Regions from separate parts of the Mus musculus genome. Here region 2 is linked to region 1. Evidence: chromatin contacts called from public ChIA-PET data. All regions are on one chromosome and are shown on one strand. Each heading gives the region's core, a stretch centred on a gene start, on an enhancer-like site or on the middle of the called end of the contact. The rest is flanking DNA. Distances are from core to core; before and after follow the strand shown. Region 1 overlaps Cacna2d4 (calcium channel, voltage-dependent, alpha 2/delta subunit 4). Region 2 has its middle 20 kb from the start of Adipor2.

Region 1 (7,729 bases), core at 2,093-4,592:
CTCAGGAAGATTGTCTGTCCTCCCAGGCACTTCGGTGAATGTGCCAAGAGCCTCTGGTCCCTAGAGTCTACCACAGCAAAAGGACAGGGATGCTGGCTGAAGGCTGAGCTCCCCGTCTGTGGGTGTGCTGGGACAGGACCAGAGCCTGGGAATACGAGCCTCTGGCAGGGCAGATCCCTGGCTGGAGATTCTTGTGCCCGTGCTCCCTTCCCACTTCTGTCTCAGCACCTTGCCCTTCTTACCAGAAGGAAGGAAGGTCCACTTTGTTTCTCACTTAAATCTCTCATTTCCCAGTGGTTTGCTAAAGGGCTTGGGGCACAGAGATAAATCTCTTAGGTGGCAGGTCACTGTGACTAATGAAATGGTGCTCCAGAGGGGAGGAGGAGTCTGGGAAGGTCTGGGAAGTGAGGTCACCCATGAACTCGCCTCCCAGTCAAGTGCTGACACATTTATTTACTTAGCCCAAGAAACATTTACTGAGCCCTGTTATGTGACAATGTGACTCTAGGTCTAGAGTCAGAGCGCAGCCTGCTTGCCCTCTGTGAACCCCACTCCATGCAGTGAGACATCAGCCACATAAACAAATCTCCTCACTTAGAAAACAAAACAGCAGTGAGAGAAAGGGGGAGGGGTGAGGGGGAGGGATGGGGGAAAGGGGAGAGAGGAAGGGAGAGGAGGTGAGGAAGAGAGAGAGGAAGAGACAGAGCAAGGGAGAAAGGGAGAGAGAACAAATAATGAGGGAGGGGGAAGGGAGGAGAGGAAGAGAGAGAAGGAGAAAGCAAATAAGGGAGAGAGGGAGGGAGACGGAGGGGTGGGGAAGAGGTTAAGAGGGAGGGAGAGAGGGGAAGAAAGAAGGAGAGGGAAAAAAGGGAGAGAGAGAGAGACAGAGAGACAGAGAGACAGAGAGACAGAGAGCCTGCAAATGATGATGGAGAAGGCTGCTTTATCTGGGGAGATCAAGGCAGTCTGCCACATGCTGAGACTTGAGTTGGTTTTAGAGAGTTGAGATCTGATTATGCCAGCCAGCCGTGCTGAGGTCTAGAGTAAGAGCATTCCAGAAAGACACATCTGACGTGATGCCCTGAAGTAGAATGAACTGACCTGTTTGAGGAAGACAGTGATTCAGGCTGAAGTCAAAGGCATCAGCAAGGCTGCCTCGTGCATGGGTTTGCAGGGATCTAAATTCTGCTCTAAATGGGAAGGTTGGGTGGGGGTCAAGTGAAGGAGTGGTGGGGTCTGGCCTTCTGAGAGATCTTCTGAGAGATCTTCTGAGAGATCTCATATGGAGAATGGATCAAAGAAAGGCCAGAGGAGGGAACTGGAACCCTAAAAGCACATTGCAAGAGAAGGTTGGCTTGGTGGTCGCAGCAGAAATAAGCAGTATGTGTGTGTGTGTGTGTGTGTGTGTGTGTGTGTGTGTGTGTGTTTTCAGTGTGTACTTATTTTGTTATGGCGTCCTGGAACCAAGGTCTTCAGAACAGAGGTGAACCAAGAGAAATGACCACCATGGAAGGAATGAGTCTTGAAAGGCAGACAGTACAAGGAGAGGTAGAGGGTGGGCTGTAATATACCGAATTCTGCAGTGGGTAGACAGTTGACCTTGTACGTAGGAGCTGGGGCTGGAACTGCCGAGAGTCTGCCCTTCACCCAGCCCTGAAGCCTGACTCTCACTCAGGTAGAAGCAAACCCTACCTTCTCCAGACTTCCCTATTAGAGTCACTGGCACCTTCTCCATCTTGGAAATTGCATGGTTCCATGGGCCCCACCCTGAGCCACTGAAGAAAGAGGAGAGTTCCATTCTGGAGATTCTCTGGGACCCTTTGACTACTAGAGCCCAGGATGAAGTCATAAGCTCCCTTCCATCCCAAGGGGTCGACTGCCCTCAACATCAGCACCGCTGCCCTCTGCTTGTGCTGGGAAGCAGGAAGGGTTTCTGCAGGTGAAGGAAGTCTGTGTGGTGAGCACCCAGGGCAGTCCTCAGTGAGAAAGGGAGAAGGGCAGAACGGGGGGCTCCTGCACCCTCAGGGGACAAGTGAGAGCTGAGTGCCACCACACTTGCTGGGACAGAGCATTTGCCCACTGGGGATGGCATGTCCATGGCTTCTCCTCAGGGATCTACCTGCCCACCAACCCCTTTCAGCCACCGGGACCAGCTAGCCTGGCTGCCCCTATCACAGAGGCTCCCCATACCCACCTCAGAAATCGAGTGACTTTAGAATGTCTTAGGCAGGTGGCATAGTGATGAAGAAGCCAATCCTGTGCTCAGTGCGTATCAGAGACCTGCCCACGTGCTGCAGACCATTTTGCCTGCCAGGCCTCCCACCCAGACATGGAGGGAAGAACTCAGAGCTATGCCTTATGGGCTCAGGGCTCCAGACTGAAGCTAGGTTTGTTACTTCTTGGCTGGCAACTTAGCCGAGCCATAGAACCTCTACTCGGCTTCTGTTCCCTCAGCCCATGAAGTCTAAATGAGGCTAGCGCCAGTCTGTGAAGAATTAAACACCCTCCTGCCTGTAAAGGTGCCTGACTCACCCGGAGCACCCAGAATGGCTTTAATATTATTCTAGACACTAAGAAGTTGGCCTACTTTGTAGATCTTCTATTCAGCATAGCTCTGCCTTTCCTTTCTATCCTTTGGCCCCATGTTCTCCTGTCGTTCTTTGTCCCAGATTTCTCTTAGTATGTGAGTGCCCCCTTGGGTTCTCCAGACCTATTTGGGAATCAAAGAGGCAGATGGTTCCTGTGATGGGAGACATCACAGGAGAAGCATCTGTGCTCTGATGGCCTCCCTGGTCTCCAGGAAATGGCCTGGCAAACTCGGGTGGTCTGCCTATGCCTGGGCTTCAGCGGCTCAGCTTTCTCCCTGCGTGTGAACATGGACTGGACTTACAGAGGACGTTACACCAGGGCTGAAACCCACGAGGCCCATGAGTTGCCAGACTCACAAAGGCCTTCATTCCAGACTCAGTTTGCCACCTTTGGTCCCATGATCATGCAGAAACAATGCTCTCCCCTGCTCCTTTTGTCAACTGGGTCAAAGGGAAGAAAGCACAGAGCTTTGAGCTCCCGGGGACCGAAGAGGAAGCCATTCTCCTGGATCTCTGGCCTTAGAGCCTGTCCTTTCTCTGGCATCTCTTGGTACTGCTTTTCGCACTGGGAGAATCCACTGCCCTGGTGCGAAAAGCTCCCAGAGGCCCTAGATGCCCCTCACCAGAGACTCAGCCTTCGCTGTCCCCACCTGCCCGTGCTTCTCCCCAGCTCAGCCGCTGTGATAAGCTTCCTCTCTTCAAGTGGGTGCTGTTATTTTCTTCTCTCACTGTCTCCACCCTCCCCAAACATTCATCTGGCCCTGCCTTCCTCCTTCCTGTTTCCTGCAGCTGTGGGCATCCAGATGCAAGCAGACTACCTCCAGCGCCAGTTCTGGGCAGCCATGCAGCAGGTAGGGTAACTGGGGACCCAGAAGCGGGGAGAGGACTCAACAAGCCATCCATTGGGAAGGACTGTCCCCACAGCCTGGCCTATCAGTGCCACAGGAGACACCCCTGTTCTCTTTCTGCCTTTTCTGACCTTCCTGGAACCCTGCGTATTGGGCCTCTTCCCCCTCCCACTCCAGTGTCTTGTCCCTGATCAGACCCAAGACAACAGGGCCATTGCTGTTGCCCCCAAACCACCCTAGCCTTGTCTGCTAGAGAGTAAGGCAGAGTTTCGCTTGGCACTGCTCTCCATGGCCTAGGACTCACTTGTTGTCCAGGCTCCTGGGAACTTTCCCTTGCTCTGTCATCTGTATACACACACACACACACACACACACACACACACACACACACACAGACACACAGAGACACACACAGAGAGACACACATACACACAGACAGACACACACACAGAGACACACACAGACACACACATACACACACACACACAGAGACACACACACACAGACACACAGACACACAGAGACACACACACACAGAGACACACATACACACAGACAGACACATACACACACACACAGACACACAGACACACAGAGATGCACACACAGACACACAGAGACACACACACAGACACACACACACAGACACACAGAGACACACACACAGAGACACACATACACACAGACAGACACATACACACACACACACACAGAGACACACACAGACACACAGAGACACACACACATACACACACACCCCAGGAGGCTTCACTGTCCTCCTAGCCAGAGTTCTCCTCACAGCGAGAAGCTCCCTCTGTCCTTCACTCCCGACTGCCAGGTCCCTTGCCTTGGGCACAGGCAGTTGCATAGTAAGGGTAGAAGTGTGTAGGGATGAAGGGGGATGGTGAGAACCCATCTTATGAAAGCCCCAGGGCTGTGCTGGTGGCCCATGTTTGTCCCCAGAAGAGCACAGCCTGCTGCTCCGTACCCTGTTGCTGAGACACACCCACACATTATGTACACGTGCCTGGTCCACAAGGCAGGCCCTCATCTACTGCATCTACCACAGGCAGATTCTCCACATACAACAGGCACTCCCCAAATGTACCACAAGGGATATATGTACAGACACACTTACCACAGACAGGCCCTCCACATACATGACAGTCCGCATGCATCCATGTACAAGACACCTTCATGTCCATAGCACACTGCACATATACAGATATGCACCTGCACACAGAACATACGTACCGCATATATACCACACATCAAACGTGCTCAGACACTCCACATACACACCACTCATAAGCCTACCTGTAACACATACACGTTGTATACATATAGACGCATACCTCACACTTGACACTACATACAGGCACACTTACCAGGCAGGTGCACACCGTTCACAGATGTCCCTTCTTCCTTCCAGTGCAACGCTGTAGAGGGGCCGTGCCTGAAGAGCTGCGAGGACACTGTAAGTTCTTCCCAGAGCACAGGTTCAGTGTCCTGTGTTGCTCTGTGGACTACTTCTTCCTCAAAGGCCCCCTTCCTGACCCTGACTGCAGGGTTCAGCCCTCCTCGGCTGCTAGAGTGAGCAGGAGGGTTGGAGCCAGCGATAACCCTGGCTATGACCTCCTGTCCTGGCCTCTCCCCCCACCCCAGGATCTCGACTGCTTCGTCATAGACAACAATGGCTTCGTCCTGATCTCAGAGAGACCCCAAGAGGTGAGTGAAAGAAGAGGGCAGGAGGAAGTTGAGACCTTAGCAGCTAAGGTCAAACAAGCAAAAGGCCGGGGACCTTCCTTCCACTATAACGGTGCAAATCTGGGTAGAAGTTGCTTCCCTAATCCAAGAAGACAAAGCAAGATTCCAAACAAGGAGCACCATTCAAATGCAAAACTGTCACCGACCTCTCTGAGAAGTGCCTAAAGGAAGTGCCCTGTACTCAATAAGATCACTGCTCTGAGAGAGCCTGGATGCACTGCCACCATGTGCCCTGTCCCCGCCACCCCCCCCCCACCACCACCACCACACACACACACACATACAACCCTCAGGGCCTTTTGAGCCCTAAATCCTCCTGCTGCCTGCATCTTGCCTCCTCTATCCATCCTCCCACGCCATGTTAAACTTCATGGTATCCAGGGGAACTGTCTCCATCTCTGTGCTGATCTCCTGCTGTTTGATTCTAGCCACCAAGCCAGGGCACCAAGCCATAGGCTAACGAGGGCACAGGGACCATCCTTGCTTCACAGGGCAGCCTGCCTTCCCTCCACCCACCTACTCAGGCAAAAGAGGAAGCCACGATGGTAATTTTATATCTGCTCAGCCACAGATCAGACCCTAAAATTAGCCAGGGATTATACTTTAAAAGGAGCCTGTTCAGTCTCAAGCTAAACCTGAGCATATCCACCTGAACCAGCCCTGTGGCCCAAGCCCGCGGCTCCCCACCATCTCCAACAGGAAGGTGTATGCTCGGTTCAGCAAGCAGCCTCCAAGGTCTGTGCCTCAGTTTCTTCCTCCTGAAAGCCAGAGGCTGGGCCCCTTGGTGTCAGGGCTCAACCTCAAGCTAGAGGCCCCAGGTGCCTGGGTATTGGCAGAGTTGCAGGATCAGAGCTGACACTGATCAGGGTCATGGCCAGGGTGGTCTCTGTCCCCCCAAAGCCATACTGTAGCCCCATGTACGTGGGGCTGAGCGTCCATGGAAACTGTCAGAACATGACAGGAAGTAGAGCTAGGGCATCGAGACACTGGGCACAGATGGAAAGTAGAGAGAAGGGGACCAAAGGATTGTGGAGCTGGTACCCCAGGGACAGTTCTCTCCCTCTCCCCCCTCTCCTTGTTTGTTTTGGTCTGGGGTGGGGCATGGTGAGTCAGGGTTTCTCTGTGTAGTCCTGGCTGTCCTAGAACTCACTCTGTAGACCAGGCCACCTGCCTCTGGCTCTCAAGAGCAGGAATTAAAGGCCGCCACTGGCCAGGCAGGACAGTTCTTAAGTAGTGTGCAGCAAGAGCTGAGAACAGAAAGCTGCTTTTGCTGTTTTTCCCTACTGGAAAAGCCTGGGTTGTCAATCAGGGCAGTGCCAGAACTCTGGCCAATCATTAGCCCTGGTGCCTGAGTTAGGCCTCCTTCCTTTTCCCACTTTACCCAGCCACTGGCCTTCTCCACGCAGAGATGGTCCATTTTGCCAGAAAACAGATGAAAACAAAACTTGACTCTGTGGCTGAGGAGGCCCAAGGACAACAGGGTGTCTTGGTCACTCAAACCCTAGTCCCACTGCCCTATGACTATGACTGGCTGTGGTCTCCTGTTGGGTCCAAAGGCTGCCATGAACCTAAGGAGTATCGAGGGTAGCAGTTTGATCAGGCAAGGTAAGATTATAGCCAGGCCCAAGAGTGTGCCATGTGCCAGAACATGGGCCTGTAGGGCCCATCGAGGAGCAGAGAGCCTTTGGGGGCCTCCGCCTTGTGAATTGGCAGCCGCTGATGGCGACTGAGCAAGAACTGAGGCACGGGACGCGTGAGCAGCCGAGCGAGCGGGCACTGTTTGAACAGGATCTGCTGTGGATACTGAACCATCTCATGTAATGTTCATGAGCTTGAAATATTAATGGCCTTTTGATTTTTTTCCCCAACCATTTGAAAGCAAAAGGGCCATTCTCTGATCAAGAACCCACATAAGTCCCCAAAAGGCCAAATGTGGCTCTCAGCCTTAGCTTGCCAAACTTTGCTCCCCAGCCCTGTACACCTAAGACAAGCAGCAAAGGTAGGGTCACCTCAGGCAAGGAGACCCCAGGTTCCTTGAACAACACATTGAGTTGCTTTGTCCCCGTTCTACCTAGAGCATTCCCGCTGGGATGCTCATGAATTATAATCCCAGGGCATTGCAGAATCTGTCCGTTTGTTCTGAGATTTATACTAGATGTAACATACATTTTCACTCTCTATTTTAAGTAGTTAGCTTATGCATCTTCATTTTCTCAAGTGTTGTGTTATCTTATGTTTCTCATAGGCTTATAGGCTAATCCAAATCCTTTATGAAGAGTATAAATGAAACTAGCTTCTAGAGGCTTCTACCAGCTCCAAGACATGCCCCCTCAACACACACAAACACACATACACACACAACCCTCCAATGAACAACCATGTGCAGGGCTTGTGTGGTGCTATGGGGTAGAGACATGTCTCTGCAGGGATCTTGTTATCTGGGGATAGTTGGTGAACTCAAACCAGTTTTGTCTAGGGGACAGAGGGAGGGTACAAGTACCTATGGCCTAGTGGCCACCCTGAGTC
Region 2 (7,729 bases), core at 1,554-4,053, 72 kb after region 1:
GCTAATGGTTTGTTTGTTTCAGGTTTACCTTCAAACGAGGTGTCATCTAGATAGAATGCAAAACTGGGTGCCTTTAGCGTACATGAACCCTCTGCAACCAAACATGATTAGGAAAGAAAAGTGGAATCTCAGAGGCAAGGCCAACTGCCCGGCCAGAGAGAGGAGGCTGAACTCTGGACTGATTTATTGCCCTCGTTCTGATTCCATGTAAAACACGATACGGGGAGATGCTTCGGGGAAGACAGATTTCCCTCCCAGATTGCCAGCTCTCTGAATAAAGTACAGTTTAAAGTTTCAATTCCTGGTTTTTATTTATTGTCAACAGGCATCACAGACTGAATTCCCAGGACATGCTATTCATTTCTCCTTATTCATTCTATTGTTCATCCCTCAGAAACCCTGCCCGGTGGCCCACACTTGTAATTCCAGAGACCGAGGCAAGAAGATCACCAGGAGTCTGAGGCCACCCTAGGCTTCCTAATGAGGTCCAGGCTAGCCTACCCCAAGAGAAAGGGAGAGGGAGAGGGAGGAGGTAGAAAAATGATGAATGAATTGGAGCGGATTGACCAGAAAGTGGGCTATATGAATCCCGAGAGTAGTGCTATCTCTTTCTCACCTGAGCACATTTTATTCATTTGATTGCTGTTCTTTATGTTGAGACTGCGTGCTCTAGGTCAGGCATGAGCTGGTGCGGATGCTATAACATCGCCACGTCAGACAAGGCACAGGGCCTTGCAGAGGCTAGATATTTCAGTGAGTATTTCAGTATAAATTAAAGATTTACAGACTAGCGCTATGATCCAGTCAGGAGAGTGTTTACCGAGTATAGACAAAAGCCCGGTTCCATTTCCAGCACCACATAAAGCAAGCAGAGTAGCACGTACCTGGAACCCTAGCATTCAAGAGGTAGAAGCAGAAGGAACAGAAACTCGGGATCATCCTTGGCTTCCTAGTGAGTTCAGGACAGTAATGATTTGGGCTGACAACACAGCTTAGTGGGTAGGAACACTTGGCTGCACAAGCATAAGGACCCGAGTTCAAATCCCCAGCACCCATGAAGAAAATCCACATGGTTTTCAGGTACACCTGAAACAACAGTGCTGTGGAGAGGAAACAGGAGGATGAGTTGAGTGAGGCTTGCTGCAGATTCAGTGAGAGCCCTTCTCAAGGAGTTAAGATGGAAAGTGACGGAGAAGGATGCTTGACATCTGCTGGTGTCCACTAAGGCACAGGCAGGCACACCTACCTGCACACGTGCCTTTGCTGGCGTAAATTAACAAACTGATACTAAAAGTCCAATGAGAATGGATAGGGACTGGCCAAAACAGTCTTGAGAAAGTGGGACGGGTGAAGGGCTCACATTTCCCAGTGCTAAAGCTACAAAGACACTTGATCCCCCGCGCACGACACAAACAGCTTGGCTTGGTGGCATACACGCCTGAGATCCCAGCACCCAGGAGGAAGAAGGAGGAAGAGACAGAAGAGCTGAAGTTCAAGGTCATCTTTGGCTACATATGGAGTTTGAGAAAAGTCAGGACTACATGAGACCCTGCCTCAAAAAGCAAGAAGAGTCAATCCCAGCACTCAGAAGGTGGAGACAGGAGGATCTCTGTGAGCTCCAGGAAGAAAAAAGGAGCAAACAGAGGGAGCTGGAGAGGTGCTCAGAACTGTAACTTTAGCCTCTGTAGGCACTGGCATGCATACATGCAGGCAACACATTCATACACAGAGAATAAAAATAATACTTTGAAAAAACCTGAGAGAGGAGATTTATTCAATGTGGCCACACTGGGAAAGGGACTAAACAAAGGGTCTAGTGGACAGACCAAGACCATCTTTAGGCACCGACTTGGGCTCTGGGGACTCTCACAAGAAGGCAAGAGTTGTGCATAATTGTGGTGGCGCATGCCTTTAATCCCAGCACTCAGGAGGCAGAAGCAGGCGGATTTCTGAGTTCAAGGTCAGCCTGGTCTACAAAGTGAGTTCCAGGACAGCCAGGGCTACACAGAGAAACCCTGTCTCGAAAACCAAAACAAACAAACAAAAGAGTTGTGCATAATTAAGCAGCCTTTGTCCAGGTGTGGGCTCCTTGACCCTCGTCTCCGTCAAGTTTTCCAGGAGGGCCCAAAGATGATCATCGCTTGTGTGGATCCAACTGAATTTTTAAATTTTTTTTTTTTTTTTTTTTTGAGACAGGATCTCACTAACTAGTCCTTGCTTTGTAGACTAGGCTGTGCCACCATGACTGACAAAGTGATCAGCACGGGCTATGGAGATGCTCCCGTCCGCCAGATTATATACCTCTGCCATTTTAAAAAACACATCGACAGGGACTCTGACTCCAAGATTTCTGAATCATTTGAGTAAATTACTCAAACTTGAAAAGATTTGGGGTCAGAGTCCGGGTGCGTAGCTAAGCATTGTAGTACATGATTTAATCTCAGTACTCAGAAGCAAAGGAAGAAGAAATTTCTGTAAGTTTAAGGTCAACAGCAAATCCCAGACCAGCCAGGGACAGGCAGTAAAATCCTGGCTCAAAAGAAGGCGGGGGGGGGGGGGGGGCAATAAAAATGTTTCACGAACTCAGTGAATAGAAAGGCTGGAATCCTACAATATCCTCTTTGAGTACACTCCCAGTGACCCTCCCACTCGTCCCCACCTCCTAAAGGTCCCAATATTCCCAATAGAACCACTCTCTAGGGGCAAAGTCTCAGCTAAATACAAGCCTCTGGGAAGACACTCGACATTCAATATTCAACTGTGTACAGTGAGAACAGAAACGGCCTCTGTTACAATCAAGCCCGCAGAAGAGGAAGGGTTGACATAGCTCTGCCATGGTGAAGACTTCCTGCCCCAAAGTAAGGAGTCCAGGGGACCTGAAACGCCCAGGTTCCACCCTCAGCCCCTCCTCACCCCACCCCCACCCCAGAACTCACTGTGCCATTGAGTCCTGCTGCTTCTGCCTCCCAAGTACTGGGATGTTCAGGGTTACATACCCCGTTATTTATGTGATACTGGGTGCTGAACCCAAGGCTAGGCAAACACTCCACAAGAAGTCTACACCTCCACCCCCTTTTTTCAGGTTTTTTTTTTGGGGGGGGTCTCAAACTATAGGCTACACTGACATGAAACTAATGGCAAAATTCCTACCTCGGTGAGTGTCGGGTTTGGGGATTTTAATTCCTTGCCTCACTGGTTAGGTAGAGGCTATTCTAAAACTGCAGTGCTCTCAGAACTGACTACAGCTTCACCAGGTCAAATAGGCAGCTTGCCTTCCTTGAACCTGTAATCTTGACTACCTATAAAGGGGAGTGTGTGTGTGTGTGTGTGTGTGTGTGTGTGTGCGCGCGCGCACGCGAGCACTCACACACTCAAGCCTTTGTCCTAACCCCTGCCGTGCTTTCAGAAAGGAAGAAACCCACTGTCACCACTGGCTGAGTTTTGGTAACCAGGGAGAGCTTGTGATTCTCACCACAAGGAACAAGACCCAGGGAAGGTCTGTGGTTTGTGGGAGGTTGTATCTCAGCAACTGCTTGTGACACACAACCCATTACAGTTTATCTGAAAGGAATAAAATAAAATAACATATACGAACACAGGAAGGAGCCTAGTGGTAGCCTGTTCGTACAGTAGCCTGCCTCTCGCCATTCCTCTTTTCCAAGTTAGTCCCCTGCTTGCCAGTCAGATAAAATACAAGTGAAGTAAAAGGTGTCCTTAGACAAAAACCAAAACAGACTGGATTTTTTTTTTTTTTGAAACTGGAATTACAGATGGTTGTTGGCCACCACTTAAGTACTGGCAACCAAACCTAGGCCTTCTGGAAGAGAAGCCAGTGCTCCTAACTACTGAGCTGTCTCTATAGCCTTAGGTAACTCTTTTTTTTTTTTTTTTTTTTTTTTGAGACAAGGTATTGCTTATGTAGCACTGGCTGGCAAGAATTCCCTTTATAGTATAGACTGGCCTTGACTTTATAGAGATCCAAGTAGCTCTTTCTCCAGAGTGTTGGGATTATAAATGTGGGATACCACACACAGCTAGACTAGGCTCTTTCCTTTCCTTCCCCTTCCTCTTCCTCTTCCTCTTCCCCTTCCTTGCTTGCTTCCTTCCTTCCTCCCTTCCTCCCCCTCTCTTTCTTTTCTTCCTTTCTTTCTCTCCTTTTCTGTTTTTTTTGTTTTTTCAAGACAGAATTTCTCTATGTAGCCCTGGCTGTCCTGGAACTCACCCTGTAGACCAGGCTGGCCTCAAACTCAGACATCAACTTGCCTCTGCCTCTGAGATTAAAGGCCTGAGCCACCACCGACTGGCATTTCTTCCGTGTTTTCCTGAACTTGAACTTTAACAGAGAGCTTTGTGCATGCTAAGTAAGCATACTATCCCTGATCTGTCCCTTATCATTGGGGTGATAGTTCAGTTATCAATGGGGTGATATTTCAATGTTCCCCTTATCTGAGTTCCATAGGTGCTTCTAAGTCAAGCATTAATAGGGTTCATGCTGAGTCCAGAGGTTTCCCATCTCTGGAGCTTATTGGTAGAGATTGAGTAGAGTGACTTAGCCGTGTGACATATTGGCTCACATCCAGACTGTTTCAAAAAGGGAGACTAAAATAAAGGGGCTGATTAGAGCTGGGGCCAATGGGGGTTGGGTCATGGCTCCAGAGAATTTCAAAACCTGTTGTGAGAACAGCAAGAATAATCTGTCTTCCAGATAACAGTTTCCCTCTGCCCCAATTCTGCTCAAGGTTCAAAGGCTAAGCCTTTTCCTGGCACACAGGTCTCCAGACAGGCTCTTTCACAAGGTCAAAATGCAATGAAACTCCAGCCTCCCATGCTTTAACTCTGGGTGAGAAGATGTGGGTGAAGGTTTCTCATGGTATTTTTCAAGTATTTGGGATTGGTTGGTTAGTTGGCTGGCTTGAGATGGGGGGTCTTGCTATGTAACCCAGGCTAGCCTTAAGGTCTCTACCCTCCTGCTTCAGCCTCCAGAGTATCAGGATTGCAGTCACCCACCCTAGCTGGCCTAGGCTAATTTTCCATAATGTGATTGAGTTCCTTCCTCCTCAGCCTCCAGATGGCAAATGCAGTACTCTGTCCCTTTATTGATAGCCTCTAGATTCCTTTAAGATTATTTGCTGTCAAAATTTTGTGAACTTGACACAAACCTACACAGAGGGAAGTGGGAACCCCATTGAGGAATTACTTCCATTGGCTTGGGCATGTCTATGGGGCATTTTTCTCAATTGTCAGTTGATGTGGGTGAGCCAAGCCCACTGTGGGCAGCACCATCCCTAGGCAAGTAGGCCAGGCCCATATAGGAAAAGTAGCTGAGCAAGTCAGTAAACAGCATTCCTCCATGGTCTCTGCTCCAGATTCTGCTCCTGGTTCCTACCGTGAGTTACTGCCTTGGCTCCTTCAGTGAAGGACTGCAGTCTGTAAATCAAATAAGTCCACCCCTCCCCTACTTTGGCTTTGGCCAGTGTTTAATCACGGTAATGAAAAGCAAACTAGGACATTCTAGCTCTGCTGTGAGGAATTTTTAGCATTTATACCTTTTTGTACACCTAAGAGAACTATCTATAAGATAATTTTCCTTATTTGTTTTAAACTCGTTTATGTAAGGGTATGCTTGTATATATGTATTGACACACAAGGCCGGAGGACCACCGTTTTTGAGACAGAGTATCTCTATACAGCCCGGCTGTCCTAGAACTCTCTATGTAAATCCACCTGCCTCAGCTATGATTAAAGGCATGAACTCCCCAGGCTCAGCTATAAGAGCACCTTTGAGAGTTGACCTTCAAATCAAGGTCATAAGCCTGTAGCAAGCACCTTTACCCATGAGCCATGGGTTTGCCAGCCCCTGGTTGGTTTGTGGTTGTTATGTCTTTGAGACAGAATCTTGCTATTTGGTAAATGCTAGCCTCAATCTTTCAGACCCCCTCCCCTGCCCCGCCTTGTCTCCTAAATGAGAGGAGAATGTAGGCACGAAGCCATACCTAGTTTCTTATAAAACTTTTCGACCTTTTAGAAAATTCCCCACTGGAGCCAGGGTTCTCAATGTCATAGAAAGCAAATGGAGAAAATAAGGATGGGCTTCAGAAAGTTAGTTAGAGAAAGGTGTCACAAGTGGGGGTCTCGGTGGGCCTCCCTCCCTCCTTCCTTTTTTTCCCCTCTATAAACCTGGAGTCCCCAGCTTACCCCAGCGCTCTACCCAGCAGTGGAGTTTCAAGCTGACCCCTCAAATGAGCTTGGGAGCTGTGCTGTACCAAGCTGCAGGATTGTAGGTCTGCCTGCAAGCTTAGTGCTTGATGCTGACCCAGGAACATCCTGAGTTAAAGGCCTTCTGAGTGCAGAGCGAGTTGCAGATCACCCTCTGGCCTACATAGTGATAGCTTCTCTCAAAAACAGCACTCCAGGAGCCCAGGGAGACCGATGGCTTTGCCAGGGAAATGGTCACAGAGTAGGAAACACAAAGATCTGGATTCTGTCCCAGTGCCCCCATATAAAGTCAGGTGTGGCCCTATACATGGGATTACATAGATGCCTAGAATCCAAGCACTGAGGCAGGAGAATGCCTGGGACATGCTGGCCAGGTGGTCTAGCTCAGTTGTGATTTCTACATTTGATGAGAGACTCGGTCCCACAAAATAGAGAAGAGAATGATTAAGAGAAACAGCTGACAGCAGACTCTACCCTCCGCATGCATATACATACATGTTCATGGATACACACACATACATATATACCACCACACACACACACACACACACATACACACACACACAGTACCAATCCAGTCACTTAAGAACTCTGTAGCCCAAACTGATCTTGAACTTAACAGCAATCCTTCTACTTAGGCCTCCCAAGTGCTAGGATTAGCATATTGTTTGGTTGGTTGGTTTTTGGTCAATCTGATGGCAAAAGAGGCCATTAAAGGCCATCCTGCCCAGATAATCATTGATTCCTTCAGCTCAGTTTCTCCCAAGTCTCCCAAGTCTGTGCCCATTTTTGATGTTTTTCTTTGTTTTTAGACAGTTCTGTGGCCCTGGCTGGCCTGGCACTTACTATGTAGCCCAGTCTGGCCTCCGACTCAAAGCGATCCATCTGTTCCTGCTTCCCAAACGCTGGAGTTACAGACGTGTGTCACCATGCCAGGTTTCCTGTACCATTTTCCCAGGCAAGGGACCAGGCCAGTGGTGCTCCTACTCAATGGACGACTGTATCGGGAGGTGACCGGGTTCTTTCCAAAGGGCCAGGGCTGCCCCTCTTGACACTGTTTCCTGCTTTATTCATCACTGATAGGTGTGCTGAGTGGGGGCACCCCTAAGTGGCAGATTGCAGACCAGGCTTCTGTGAGGACGCCCATATGGAAGGCTCTCAGAAGGAAAAGGATACATTTGGAGGGAAAGAAGTGACAGAAGACTGTTATTTTTCTGAGTCAGTACCAAGTGGAGTGTGTACACAGGCCCAACGGAGCCAAGGAGGGAAAAGGAACCCAGCCCCGGAGCGTGTGCAGGCACCACCCAGACTGGGAACCTTAAACTTATCAGGAAAGAAGGGGGGGGGGGGGAGAGAGAGAGAGAGAGAGAGAGAGAGAGAGAGAGAGAGACTGTGTATCTGTACATATGAGAGAGATTCTCTCAGTGGAGAAGGGCAAGCCAGAGGTTGGCCAAAGGGAGTTTCTTAGTTAGGGTTTTATTGCTATGAAGAGACACCATGACCATGGCAACTC

The links. ChIA-PET counts read pairs in DNA pulled down with a chosen protein or histone mark.
Region 2: a contact with region 1 is called in an RNA polymerase II ChIA-PET map of memory CD8 T cells, with 84 read pairs. The contact joins two enhancer-like sites. A contact is called at or near these places in 1 of 39 promoter capture datasets (stem cell-derived epiblast-like cells), 1 of 484 Hi-C or Micro-C datasets (the G1E-ER4 cell line), 6 of 115 datasets of contacts at active chromatin or transcription factors (the 230-238 cell line, the HPC-7 cell line, embryonic stem cells and 2 more) and 3 of 9 other capture datasets (adipose tissue, liver and pancreatic islet).

The regions. Positions count from the first base shown.
Region 1 is chr6:119,333,014-119,340,742 of GRCm38.p6, forward strand. It overlaps Cacna2d4 (calcium channel, voltage-dependent, alpha 2/delta subunit 4), which reads left to right. Exons shown (of 38, transcript NM_001033382.3): 27 at 3,378-3,439; 28 at 4,869-4,913; 29 at 5,102-5,164. Among named protein-coding and RNA genes, the nearest start is that of Lrtm2, 6.1 kb to the left of the region's middle. Within about 2 kb of position 3,343, at least 61 of the 459 cell types and tissues checked have an H3K27ac peak or open chromatin away from gene starts, as enhancers often do. A contact at or near this core is called in the 230-238 cell line, the HPC-7 cell line and memory CD8 T cells, where this site is marked.
Region 2 is chr6:119,405,343-119,413,071 of GRCm38.p6, forward strand. It overlaps a transcript of Adipor2 not described here. Among named protein-coding and RNA genes, the nearest start is that of Adipor2, 20 kb to the left of the region's middle. Within about 2 kb of position 2,804, at least 91 of the 459 cell types and tissues checked have an H3K27ac peak or open chromatin away from gene starts, as enhancers often do. A contact at or near this core is called in the 230-238 cell line, the HPC-7 cell line and memory CD8 T cells, where this site is marked.